2 separate regions of the Gossypium hirsutum genome follow, and region 2 is linked to region 1. Evidence: chromatin contacts called from public Hi-C data. All regions are on one chromosome and are shown on one strand. Each heading gives the region's core, a stretch centred on a gene start, on an enhancer-like site or on the middle of the called end of the contact. The rest is flanking DNA. Distances are from core to core; before and after follow the strand shown. Region 1 holds the start of LOC107951317. Region 2 holds the start of LOC107951184 (plant UBX domain-containing protein 10).

What was found. Hi-C and Micro-C count contacts between places; a contact is called where the count stands out from the background.
Region 2: a contact with region 1 is called in a Hi-C map of leaf, with 2.7 times the contacts expected there. The contact joins the promoter of LOC107951184 here to the promoter of LOC107951317 in region 1. A contact is called at or near these places in 8 of 34 Hi-C or Micro-C datasets (callus and leaf).

What each region holds. Positions count from the first base shown.
Region 1 is chrA02:44,056,401-44,063,030 of Gossypium_hirsutum_v2.1, reverse strand. It overlaps LOC107951317, which reads right to left and starts at 3,650. Exons shown (of 2, transcript XM_016886320.2): 1 at 3,330-3,650; 2 at 2,768-3,248. The coding sequence starts at 3,465. The coding sequence ends at 3,040. It overlaps LOC107951318 (a long non-coding RNA gene), which reads right to left and starts at 1,702. Exons shown (of 4, transcript XR_005908966.1): 1 at 1,323-1,702.
Region 2 is chrA02:44,214,923-44,221,552 of Gossypium_hirsutum_v2.1, reverse strand. It overlaps LOC107951184 (plant UBX domain-containing protein 10), which reads right to left and starts at 2,562. Exons shown (of 4, transcript XM_016886124.2): 1 at 1,574-2,562; 2 at 489-659; 3 at 102-305. The coding sequence starts at 2,350. It also overlaps the pseudogene LOC121213563.

The DNA.
Region 1 (6,630 bases), core at 2,401-4,900:
CAAGTAATAACTCTATGTTAAAATTAGCACAATTTTTTTAACTAATAATTGTAAATTAAATTATAATTATTTGAAATGTACAATTACAATAACTTCTATTAAATTATAATTATTTTTATATTTGTAATTATCATAACTACTATTTTACTTCAATTTTTTTTTAAATGTGAATTTTGAAAAATAAAAAGATATTCTCATTAATTCAAAAGTTTTTCCAAACTCGTGCTTTTTTTATACATTTGCTTCTAATATTACATATACTGCAAATAAAATAGTATCTCTTATTTGAATAATTGAATGTAATAAAATATATTAACTTATTAGTTCAAATATTATAATAAATAATTTTAAATAATAATTAAAAGATTTTTAATATATTCAACATCCAAAATAACATTATTCAAAATAGTAACTAATTAATGTAATTAACTCTAATATTAATTATCATAATTAATATGCTTAAAATCCTATTCAAGTAATAATTTTATTTAAATAAATAAAATTAATACAACTTTTTTTTACGTCAAATTTTTTAACTAATAATTTCTATTATAATTATCACAATTTTTTCATGTATTTTGTACTTATAATTTTATTAAACTAATAATTTTATTTTAAAATTAGCACAATTTTTTAACTAATATTTGTAATTTAAATTCTAATTATTTTTAAAAATATATTTATCATAGATTTTATTAAATTATAATTAATTTTAAATGTATAATTATCAAAACTTTTATTTTGTTTCAACTTTTTTAACTAATAATTCTAAATTAAATATTATAATCATTTTTAAATGTGAATTTAGTAATATGATAAAAAGTAATAGGTATTCTCATAAGTTCAAAAGTTTTTTCAAACTCATACTTTTATATATAATATATATAAATATATATATATATATATTATAGATTAGAGTTGCAAATAATAAACATAGTAAACTACAGTTAACTAAAACAAATTCATTTTAAGCACCCAATTAAAAAAATTGCAATTTAGACACTTACATTACATGATTAAATCATTTTGGTCACTCCGTTAAAACCCCAAAATACAATCTATCATGACATTTTTATTTTAAAATTTAATTTTTCACCTAATTAAATTAAAATCTACGTTATTATTATCCATAAAAATTTATCATTTTAGTGGCCCAAATTTCAACCGACTTGGAAGAAGCCCAAAGATGGTTGTTCGATTTGTGGGAAAAAAAAGAAGAAGAAGAAGAAGTGAAATCAATGGCTTCTTTACCGCCTTCAAATGGGCAAACCGAAGACAAAGAATCACCATCGAAATCATCGTTGACCCAAGTCAATTCATACCTCTGGTAGTCTTCGCTCATGGCGCTGGTGCTCCTTCGTCTTTTGATTGGATGATCAGGCACCTCCTCTCCCCTTCTTCCTTCATAAGATTATATGGGTTTTTCTTTTGCTATTATATGGTTAATTTATGCGGATGGAATGAAATGCTAAAGAAGGCTTTGAATGTTGTTGAAGTAGTGACATTTGATTACCCTTCTCACTTCACTTTTTAATTATTTGATGTTGGGTTTTTTTTAAAAAAACAGAAAAAAAGGAAATATTTTCATTTTTGTAATGTAAAATTTAATGATTTGTTGTGGCATTTGCAGATATGTCTGCGAAAAAGAAAGTCTCCACCCAAGGCAGAAACTGACACTAGAGGCTGACAAATGCAAATGTCCAAAATCTTTTAAGGTTATACCTTATTTAAATTAAATTAAAAGTTGTGGATTAAAGTGATAATTTTTTATGAATAACAATGACATGAATTTTAATTTAATTAAGCAAAAAATCAAAATTTAAAAGAAAAAAAGAACGCCATATTAGATTTTTGTTTTGGGATTTTAATCACAATGGTCAAACTATGCAACGAGAATTCTTAAATTAAAAAACTTCTTTTAATTTAAGTGCTTAAAATAAAAAAAATTATAATTGAATGATTATTTATATAGTTTATCCTTAAAAAAATAATCAATAACTATCAATAATATTGTTTTTCTCAGTCCCTGTATTTTCCTCTCACATTTTGTAATCCCTAAGAATCAGTTTTTCCGCCCTTTAGCCACTGAAGGCAGTCTTATGGCCGATCGCCGGCCCTCTCCTCCCTTCCTCTTTCCCCTTACTCTCTCCTTCCCCATCTTCACTCCCATCCTCTTTTTTTCCTTTTCCTTATTTTCAGCAGAATAATCAGGTCCCCTACTTCCACTCGGCTTTCAGCCATTGGAGAGATGGAAGAGAGACCCTTGGCTTTTTCGTGGTCTTTTCACGATTTTTGTCTAAGAGTTTGTCTCCTTTTGTCTGGTCGGAAGCTTTTTGAGCCTCATTTTTGTTCGTTTTGGTAAGGATGTTGTGCGGGGTGGAGCACCATTGACATTGGTCTCGAACGCTCGAGCATGGTGATGTCGATCTGGGTCCTCTGGATCTTTGTGATTTGGATGCTGATGCCCTCTTGAAGGCTCAGGATTTACAACAATCGATTACGTGCTCTATGGTGTCAACCGCGATCCTCTTGGACCTCTTCGGTAGTAGACTTGTAGGTTGGGAGTAGGACTGCTTCATTCCAGTTTCCTCTATTCATCCCTTTGGATTGGAAAAGGTGGGACTAAGGTTTGTCTCCTTCCGGGATGGGCTGGACCATTTCAACCCTTATACTTCATCTTTCGTTATCTAGACTTTTTGAACCCATGTACATTTGGAGGCCTTTTAATGAAATTGTCGTACTTTCAAAAAACAAAAAACATCATGTAGATCGGAGAAGCAGCAAACAAGAGTTTTCTTTAGCCAACTAGTCCAATATTAAGAACTCTACATTGAACTTTGACTCCATTTTTTCAGCCAAATAAATTTATTTCATAAAAAACTTCTAAAGAGTTACACAAAAAGACACTCAATAGACACTATAACTCGTTACAAACACCACACAAACAGTTGACCATGTTAACTCGTCCAAGTTGTTAACACTGCAAGGGTTTGCATTTGGGTACGTAAAGTAAATTTCATTACGGTTTCATACAGTCTTTCAAATGTCGAGACAACAGCAGCGGTTTTCACCGGTGGAAGTAACACACTCGACGGCATCAGGGTTGCGGCCCAAGGCTGCGCATGCCTGCCTACAATCTCCTCCGCTGCTGCATGTTCCAGCAAAATGACAACCTTTACCGTTCCCTTTTTTTGCATGCGCTGAACACTCCCCATTGGAATGAGACTTGCATGGACCCTTTTCTGCACCTTCAGCAAACACATAAATTTAATTAATTAGTTTACTTGCAAAAAGAAGAAGTAATTTTGCTACATGATCAATTAAAGTACCATGAAGCTTTGCAAATGAATAGGAAAAGAGCAGGAAAACAGCAACCACAAGAAGCTTTGATGATACCATGGTTTTGTTTGTGTTGATTGTGCAATGGGGTTTTGTTTTTATATATAAGAGACCAGTTGGAGCCATAACTTTTTCATTAAATTCGGTAAGAAATGTCACAAAATCCACCTCTTGCAATGTGACTGAATCTCATAACTGTTGTGTTTGTTTGCTCATGTAAGATGGGGGCGGCTTCTCACATTTCTAACAAGGCTATTTTTATTGCAGTGCTTGCTTTTTTAGGTGGGAAAAAAATACTAAGCTTTCCACCCTGTACTCTCACATGAGAAGGGTGGATATGCAAAAAAGTCTGAAGTAGGATGCCTCTGATTGATTTCCCAATCTACATTTTACATTATCAGTCCTTCCACAATTTCAAAATCTCTTTCATGCTAAAAATTTGAACTGTTTTTTATGAATAAAATTGTAAAAATTCGAATCAAATTGGATAATATCTAAAATTTTCTTCGACTCAATGTTGTTATGGTTACGGCCTTGTAAACATATATAATTTATTTACAAATGTTCAAAGGAGTACTTGACAAAAGCTTGCATATGTGACATGCAGTGGATTCAAATCTCTCTACCCATCTATTATAATTTGATTGTTAATGCACATACTAATAGAAATGATTTCCTGTAGGGAAGATGAATCACCATGCCTATGAAATTTCTACTAGGTGGCATTTCTTGGGGTTTAAAAAAAACCACATTTTAGCTTTTTTTTTAATTTTTTACTTTTTAAATTTTTTTAATTTAATTTTTTTTTTCAAATCACTCCAAATGAATGGAAAAATTAATATTTAACTTTGTTGAGGTTGGATGGTACGTTTGTATTTAATTAAGTTTTTAAAATTTAAAAATTCAAAAAATAATTAAAACTATTTTTAGAAATTAAAAATCGTTAAAATTATTTTAAAATATAAAAATTATGAAGAAATATTTTTTCAAATTTTAAAAATTAATTAAATATTAATTGTCATTTACATAGCAATCTGATAGCAAGCTAATTTTGTGTGTTTAATGTTCTTATTTGTGGTCAAATTTTGAATAGAATGCTACTAAGATTGTGATTTCTAGTTTTAGTTTTGTCAGGACGCAATTAGATTACCGAAGTTCAAATAAACAAACAAATTTGGCTTAATTGGAATAGAAAACAATAAAAGGGGACAAATTGAAAAGTTGCAGAATTAGTGGCTGATTAAAAATCAAATTGTGAATTTGTCAAACTCTATAAATAGAAAAAAAATATGATTTTAGTTTGTTGTTAGGCATAATGTTAGGAGGAATCATGCTAAATTTGACATATGAAAATTATATAAATACCTTGTAATGATGGCTTGGAAAGGACACATTGGAATAGAATTAAAACAATTCTTATTTTTTCTCTTTAACGCATAAGTAGCTATTCAAGTTTACTAACAATTTTTTTCCATTTTCTTATTTTTAGTTCAATTACTTTTTAAGTCCTTTCTCCTTTTCACTTATTATCATTACGTTTAAATTCACTTTTAAACCCTAATCAAGTATGATTAATTTCATGCTTAACAAAACCCCATTTAGCCTTAGGTCTGTTATCATTCCTATTGAAAATCGTGAGATATGAACTCATGCTAAAACCTTTCAAAACGGTATTCATTATCTCTCCAGTATATGGGATAATCACATTTGTCCTTTAAAGTTGATCCAATTTTAGCTCAAAGTGCGCATTGGGAGGGAGTTGTTTTGGCGTACAGTTGGGAAAATGAGTCGGTTGTTTGCCATATTCGAGTTCTTATGAACAAATTGGCATATCCAATTAGAAAAAGCTAGTTGAGTTTTGTCAAGAGAGATAGTGATAAGATTTTAACGACCTACACAATTGCGGTCGTTAATTCGAGTTAGGCTTTTCTAGATCGCAAGGCTACTGAGATCTTAAATCGCGAATGCGTGTTATGTGGTTAGATAATCGGTAAAGGTTGGTTTATATGTCGTACCAGAACCAACTACACAAGAAAGAGTTGGTGGTTGGGGCATCCTTGGTCGCTATATCTAAATTATTGTTAAGAAGAAGGAAATCAATTTTCAAGTATCAATTCAAGTTCGAACTGTAGCGAGACTAAAGCTAAGCATTCACAAATTGATTTACCAATTTAATTTAAATTACTTAACTTTATTTTGCAACCTTCATTCTGTTAATTTCATTTTATACTTGTTTTTTTTTTATCAACTAAAATCCCCATTTATTTATTTCAGTTTTGCACATACAAGTCGTGGGCATGACAGCTATCTAGACTCAGGAATTTGGTCACGTAAATAGGAAATTAGGAACCTCAGTCCCTGTGGTATCGACCCTACTACTCTATATTACTCTTTAGTTCAATTAGAGCATAGGAGATTTTATTTGATGGTTTCGACGCCTATCATAATCTATGTGTATGCCAGATCAACAAAGTTAACAAAGTTAACTTTTTCATTCATTTTGAGATGATTTGATAAAAAAATAAAAATTTAAGAGCTAAAAGAAGCAAAAAAATTAAATGGAAGGTTAATTTTTTTTATAAAAATAGAGGGCAAGAAAAAACATTATACCTTATTTTTTTTAAAACTAATTTTTTTGGCTTTTTGAAAATTTAGATTTGATTTGCTTAATCGTATACTACGAGATATTATTTATTACGTCAAATTGTGTTATTAGTATTTGTATTATGAAGGATACAATCTTTGTATTTTAATTTACTTAAATTTAATTTTTATATTTTCTAAATTGGTTAATTTTAATGCTTGGTTAAATTTTTATATTAGTCGTGTAGAATGCTAAAGCTGTATATTTAATATATGTTCTCCAATTTGATTATTCTTAGTCTCTATAGTTTTCGAATTTTGAAATATCGATCTTGGCACAAACAACAACCATTAAATCCATTAACTAACTATTTTGTGAGTATGTACAAATAACAAGTTGACATGATATTACACACTTGATAATATGTTTATCACATAAGATTTTGTAAAAAAAAATAACTTAATAAATTAACAACTTGGTTAAGACTAAAATTCCAAAATTCAAAAACTACACAAGTTAAAAATGACCAAATTAAAGTGCGTAGACTAAATCCACAATTTACGTACAGTATAATGATTAATAACAACACTTAACATATATTAAAGTATATTTAATTATTTTTAGTGATTTTTAAAATTATTGATTAATTTATGGGTTAAATCATTTTTTGGGGCATGAACTTAACAAAATTTCACACATTGGTGCCT
Region 2 (6,630 bases), core at 1,313-3,812, 160 kb before region 1:
GATTTATAACAGAACCACATCATTGGAAATGAGAAGAAAGGTATTTAAGCCTGCTTAACCAGATCTAAAACCTTGTGAAGTCAAAAACAATGAGACATTACTTGTGTAACATTAGGTCCTTTCTCAGGTTCATCACCAAGTGACAAGGCTTTCTCTTGCCGCATTCTAGCTCGGGCAGCTTCCTTCTCAGCAGCTTCACGTGCTGCTCTTTCACGAGCCTCTTCTTCTTCCTTACGTTTCCGCTCAGCTTCTGCTGCTTCCCTTTCCAGACGTTCTTGCTCCTCTCTCCTCTGGCGTTCCCTAGCCTTAAATCATAAAAAGAAATGACAGTGTCAAGTCATTAGTCAAACAGTAGGTTTTACAGCACAGATCCATTCAATGATCAAGAGAGGGATAGCAATTTCACATTTCTAGTCGTCTTCGAATATGATGGTACCAATGAGGAAGTGTTACTAAAGTTACTAATTTAAGATTACAAATCAGCCTACCTGATCAGCTTCAAGCGCTGCTCTATAAGCAGCATCTTGCTCCTCCCTTAAACGCATGTTGTTTCTTCTCTCTTCTGCATCTAGTCTTGCAGCAACAAGAACAGGAGCACTTTCTTCAAGCACTCTCTGTAGTATTGTGAGCATTTCTTCAGGAGATTTAGGTCCCTCAACCTACAGTGAAAGAGAATAGTTCATTGTAATACTCAAAAGGAAAGATCACCATTAACAATATCGGCATTCTAGGGCTCAAGACTTGACTTTAAGAAAGAGATAATTTCACACAGAATGTAGTAAGAGCTAGAGTGAATGACATTGAAACTGTATAAACCTGATTTGTGAAAGCAAAGAAGTCCATAAACAGATAAATCAGCTAAATAACCATTTATTAAGACAAGTCACAACCAAAAAATAATGAGAAGCACTAGTGCTATTAAATTTTCCAATGAAGTCAAGTAATTAAAACATACGCAGGCAGAGAAGTTTAACATGTAGTCAGGAATGTTGCGCGCACAATTTAGGTTTAAGCTGCATCTTAATGTAAAGAAATAGAGAAGCTAGTACCCAAAAGTAAGCACAATATAAATCTCAAAATATGCCTTACAACAAAATAGGAGGAATTACTATTTGGCATGCGGAAAATCGGATAAGATAAGCTTTATGCTAATTAATCATTAAAAGAAAATTCATTCTACATTTATTTGTACTTTAACAACTATTTGACTTACCTCGTTATTGGCTTGTAAACTCTAGTTACTATATAGTAAATCCGTTGTCAACATTATGTATTATGCATAAAACAAAAGTAAGAAGAAATTCAACTAAGCTCTGTACTCATCAGAAACAAAAGGACAAAATAACAATTAGAATGAAATCCCTGATTTTTTTACCTACTTATCCGGTATCATGTGATTAATTGAAGTCATAAATGAACTTAAACTTATCTGAGAGTATGAACAATGGGTCAATTTCAGTTTCTGAAATTTCCAAAATGAAAGCTAATCACTATGATTCTTTTGCCCTTGAAAACAGTATTAAATTACATTATCAATAATTTCATCCAAAGTGAGAATCACAATGGTACGCACCTGTTGAAGAAGCGCGATCCTCTGATTGGTAGCAGGCATAACGACTGCACAAAACGGGAACCTGGAGGCTTTCAAGCTATTACTCATCTTAAAACCTTCACTAGCCCTAATGCTTCCGCCCCACGCTACGAAATTCTCATTCACAAAGGGCGCCAGAGCCTCGGAACACAACGTCCTTTCGCAGAACACGGGCGAATCCGGGTGGTCCGGCGAGTGCAAGTACACAAATAACAGCTTGAAGGCGTTCCTCGACCTCTGCAACGCGTCCATAAAACCCTCGCCGACAAAATTCGGCCCCCTCGTTCCGTACTCCCTCTCAAACGCCGCCACGAAATCCATCGCTTCAGAAGCCGCAGCTGTGACCGATACCAACCCGGCCGATGATTCCCCGCCCTGCCCAGAGCCTAGCCCGATCATCCCAAGGGAATACGAAAGAACTCCACCCGCGGCCCATAGACCCAGCCCAACAGCGCCAGAGATCAACCCTAAACTTCCGGATATCACGGAAATCGGTAATGTAACGAGTCTCCAGGCTAAGCCCGGTGCGGGAGCGGTAATAGGACCGGAGGCGGAGGCGGAATCAGTCCGGGCCCGTGAATCGGGAGGGTCGGAATCAGAGACAGTGGAAGAAGCGGAGGGTTGAGTGGAAGAGGTGAAGGAAGAGATGGCGAGTTCAAGGTCCCAACCATGGGCCTGAAGGATTTCCGTACACAAATCGGGATCTTCGAGTCCCGTGATGGCTTGAAAATATGCCAATTTATCGGCTACATCAACCATTTCTCAAGAATTCACAAAACAAAAAAAGAGGAAAATTCTATTTCCTTCGTTCTTGCAGATAAATGAAATGAAATGAATTGAAGTCCGACACCGAGAAGAAGACAAGGGAACTTCCTACCTTAATTTTTTTTTTCCTTTTTAATTTTCTGTTTTACGTGAGAAACGCACTGGAATGTTCTAAAACAAAAGTCGCGGTTGGGATCGCGTTTTGCCTACCAGAATTGGGCGCCACGGTGTGTTGTTAATTTACAAAACTACCACTGTCTGCAACATTTTTTTAGGGTAAATTACACTTATGGTCACTTTTATTTATCTCAAGTTATATTTTAGTTACTTATGTTTGAAATGTTAAGTTTTAATTACTTACATTAATGTGTTGTAACATTTTAATCACCGAGCCATTAATTTTCGTTAAAAATATAACGGTAAACTAACATGACACATTAAATCATCATTTCAAATAAAAAATTTAGATTAAATTATATAATTGGTTCCTATATTTTTTTCGTTTTAAGTAATTTTATTTTTTTCTTTTATGTTCTTTAAATTTTTATTCTTTTATTCTTTATTTTTTATTCTCTTTTGCTTCTCTCTCTATTTTTCTATTTCTCTATTTCTTTTAACATATCAAAAAGTTTGGTAGTGAAGAAAGAAGGCAGAAGTTAAAAGTCATCATTGGCTATAACCAAAAGTTATAAACTCATACTATCTGCTAACCATCAAAACCCTCCACCACCACCCATCATCTTCATTTCATCTATTAATACTTTCACCACTACCATGACATCCTTTCAAAAACATCTCAAAAAATCCCCAACATTTAGACTACCCAAGATCGAATCTCCATCATCAACCATTAGATCGGCTCGATTTTCTTATATGTGCTCCTCCATCACCAGTCATTGTCTAATCTTTGACTCTCTGTGATTTTTCAGGGCTTATTAATTGTTGTTTACTTGGATTCTTGATTGATTTGAACGTGGGTTTATTTAGTGAGGAGGATAATATTGTTGGGTTTGTCATGAATGAGGTCATGGTATTGTTGAATGTGTTAATGAATGAAATGAAGATGATGGGTGATGGTGAAGGGTTTTGATAGTTAATAGATGGTATAGGTTTATGGGTTTTGATAGCTTTCGGCTTCCTGCTTTTTTCTTCATTGCCAAATTGACTTCTTGATATGTTAAAAGAAATGGAGAATTAGAAAAACATGAGAAGAAGCAAAAGAGAATGGAAAATAAAGAAAAAAGGAAAATTTAAAGAACATAAAAAATTAAATTAAATTGCTCAAAATGAAAAGAAATATAGAGACCAATTGTATAATTTAATTTAAAATTTTTGTTTGAAATGATGATTTAACATGGCATGGCAGCTTACCGTTACACCGTTAACTGCAATTAACGACTTAGTGACTAAAATGTTATAACATGATAATGAAAGTGACTAAAATGTAACATTTCAAATATAAATGACTAAAATGTAACTTAATATAAACAAAAGTGACTATAGGTGTAGTTTACCCTTTTCTTAACTCGAAATAAATAAATAATTTGATTATATTTATTCAAAAATAAAAACAAATAAATATTTTATTTTTCTAAATGATGTGCATAATTAAACCGAAATTAAGATTTTATATGTATAATTTTATCAAATTAAAAGTTTGCTAAATTATATCAAACCCACAAGGAGTTGATTGTATTTTGCTCTCTTTATTTAAAAAATAGGCAAATTAACCTAGGTGCATTAGATCAAAGAGCAAATTGGTTCTTTTTATTAAAATTTTCATTAATTTCTACTATTAAGAAAATAATGTGAAAGGCAGAATAATCAAACAATTACACATGGAGTGCCACATGTGCCTCATTTTAACGTCCAACGACTGATTTTTAATAGTAGAAATGAATGAAAATTTTAACATAAATACTAACTTGACTTTGATTCAATGTACAATGACTAATTTATTTATTTATTTAGTAAAAATAGTAAAATACAATCCAATTTTTATTACAAATGTCTTTCATATTACTTTTACTCGCTTACAATATAGATGAAAGAAAATACATATTTATTAAAATTTTATTAGCTATAAGTGAGAGAAAAAAAACTTCCATACAAATCTTCATCCATGTTCAGATTACCTTTTTTTTTATTTTTTGTAAAAATATCATTATAATAATATTTAGTATCATTTAAAAAAGAAATCAAATAATTTCTTTAATTAAACTAGTATCGAATAGATTCATTTTACTAAACTCAGGGAAAAAAAAAGTTACCATAGTAAATATATATTACATGAAGGTTCATTATTTTTATTTTTTAAACCATTTCTTTCACACCATGTTTGGTTCAATTTAATGGCTATGCCATTACAATCCTATTCTGTGAGCCCACCCTAAACACCTGTTTGGTTCAATGGAATAAGCCCGTAATTGGAATGTCCTATTACGTACTTATTCCATTACGGGCCTATGCAGTAAAATTACCTGATTTCTATTTTGTATCCTCACCACCGATTACTAATTCGGTTTTAAGGGGACCATCACCACAAAAACTCTCCCCACTTTGCCCTCTTCCATTTTCTCACCTGAAAGGCTCCCCACTTTCTCCCTCCGTTCATTCCATCTTCCTCTCTTCTAATTTTTCTGCCCTCTTTTTTCTGCTTTCTTTTTCTATCTCTCAATAGATTTTTTCTTTTCCTCTCTTCCATTTTTTTTCTTGATCTGTAAAATTCCATCAATTGTTGGACAGAGCAAGAGGGTTCTTAGAAGGGGAATTGAAATCTAAATCGAAAACTGAAAATGTTGAGGGTAAACCGAGTGATAAACCAGGCATGAGCTTCGATTTCAAATTGTCGATACCTCCTAAGTCATGACCCAAAGATTTCCCCTTCACCTCTTCAACATTTCGCTTCAAAATCATCTATTCGCTTCTTCGATATTTACAAGGCAATTCCTCCATCTCCCCCTTTTTAACTCTAAAATATTTGATTTTTTAAGCTATAGTTCTTTTTAACTTTTTGTCTTGTGTGTGCAGCTTGCAAGCAAGGAAAAAATCGAGAAAGAATGAGCAAGACTGTAAGTTTAAGCTTTGTTTGTTTATTGAAATTTTGTTACGTGCTCTTTTTTCCATGAGATTTAATATAAATAATTGTTTTAATTTGATTTAGGGCAATGCTGATGAATTGAATAGAGGATATTTTGATGATATTTCTGAGCTAAAACAACATGGTGGTAAGGTATTAACTGATTTGTTCTTTTTATATACATATAGGCTATATCATTTGCAAATCTGTTCAAATTAGTTGAATTGCAACTGATTTCTGAGTAAAATTAATGTTACTTTCTGTAAACATTTTAATTGTTAGTTTTTCTTTTCTTTTCTTGTAGATTGCACTGGCAAATAAGATTCTAATTCTTGGAATTGCAGCAAGGAAGTTTCCTGCCATGGATGTTATATATTCTGATGGTAGAAAATCAAAGCTGCCGATTGTTTTTTATGCAAGTGGCGTTGATGCTAGCAAGTTGGCTGTCCCTGAAGCATCTTTAGTCTGTCTATCATTGAGAGCAAACTCTCAGGTATGGTTTCTTTTTTCTATGTTTGTTTTGGATTAAATTTATGTATTTCTTAATGATGTTATAAATCTTCCATTTTTATCATGATAAGAGAACGTTGAATAGATAGTGCATTGCTTTAAAATTGTGATAAAGAGGCATATCAGTGACTCCATGGCAATGGAGGGGTTAGCACTAAATTGCAATCATGAAAAACAAAAGATGTTGTTGGTTGCTAACTTTTCTTTTCTCTTGTTTCTGGTTATTGTTATTGATGATGCATTTTAACTCATTTTCCTTGTCAGGCTATGGTCGATTCTTGAAGCAAGCCTTTTTATGACGCCCTTTAGTGAGTCCAAGAGCGTGCAGCTATATGAGGTTCTATATTTTTCCTATTTAACTTTTCATTCCTTTTTGACATGTGTGGTGAATCAATGATTCTCAATTTTCTGTTGCTAGAAAGAACTTATAGTTACATGCATCTGTAGTCAATGATATAACAAACAAATAAAACAGCGAACAAGAATAGAAGATAACTATGCTAGTATGACTTGTGAGTTATGACTGTCCTAGTTGAGCTTGTAGCTCATCAGATCAGCCTATAATTAATATTGCAGTTGTCCTTTTATTTACTGTATTTGAATGGAAATTCTTGGCAGCTGATTTTATGTTTTATATAAGTTATTTGTTAAAATAATCATGTTTGGAAATTATTATGTGTTGCTA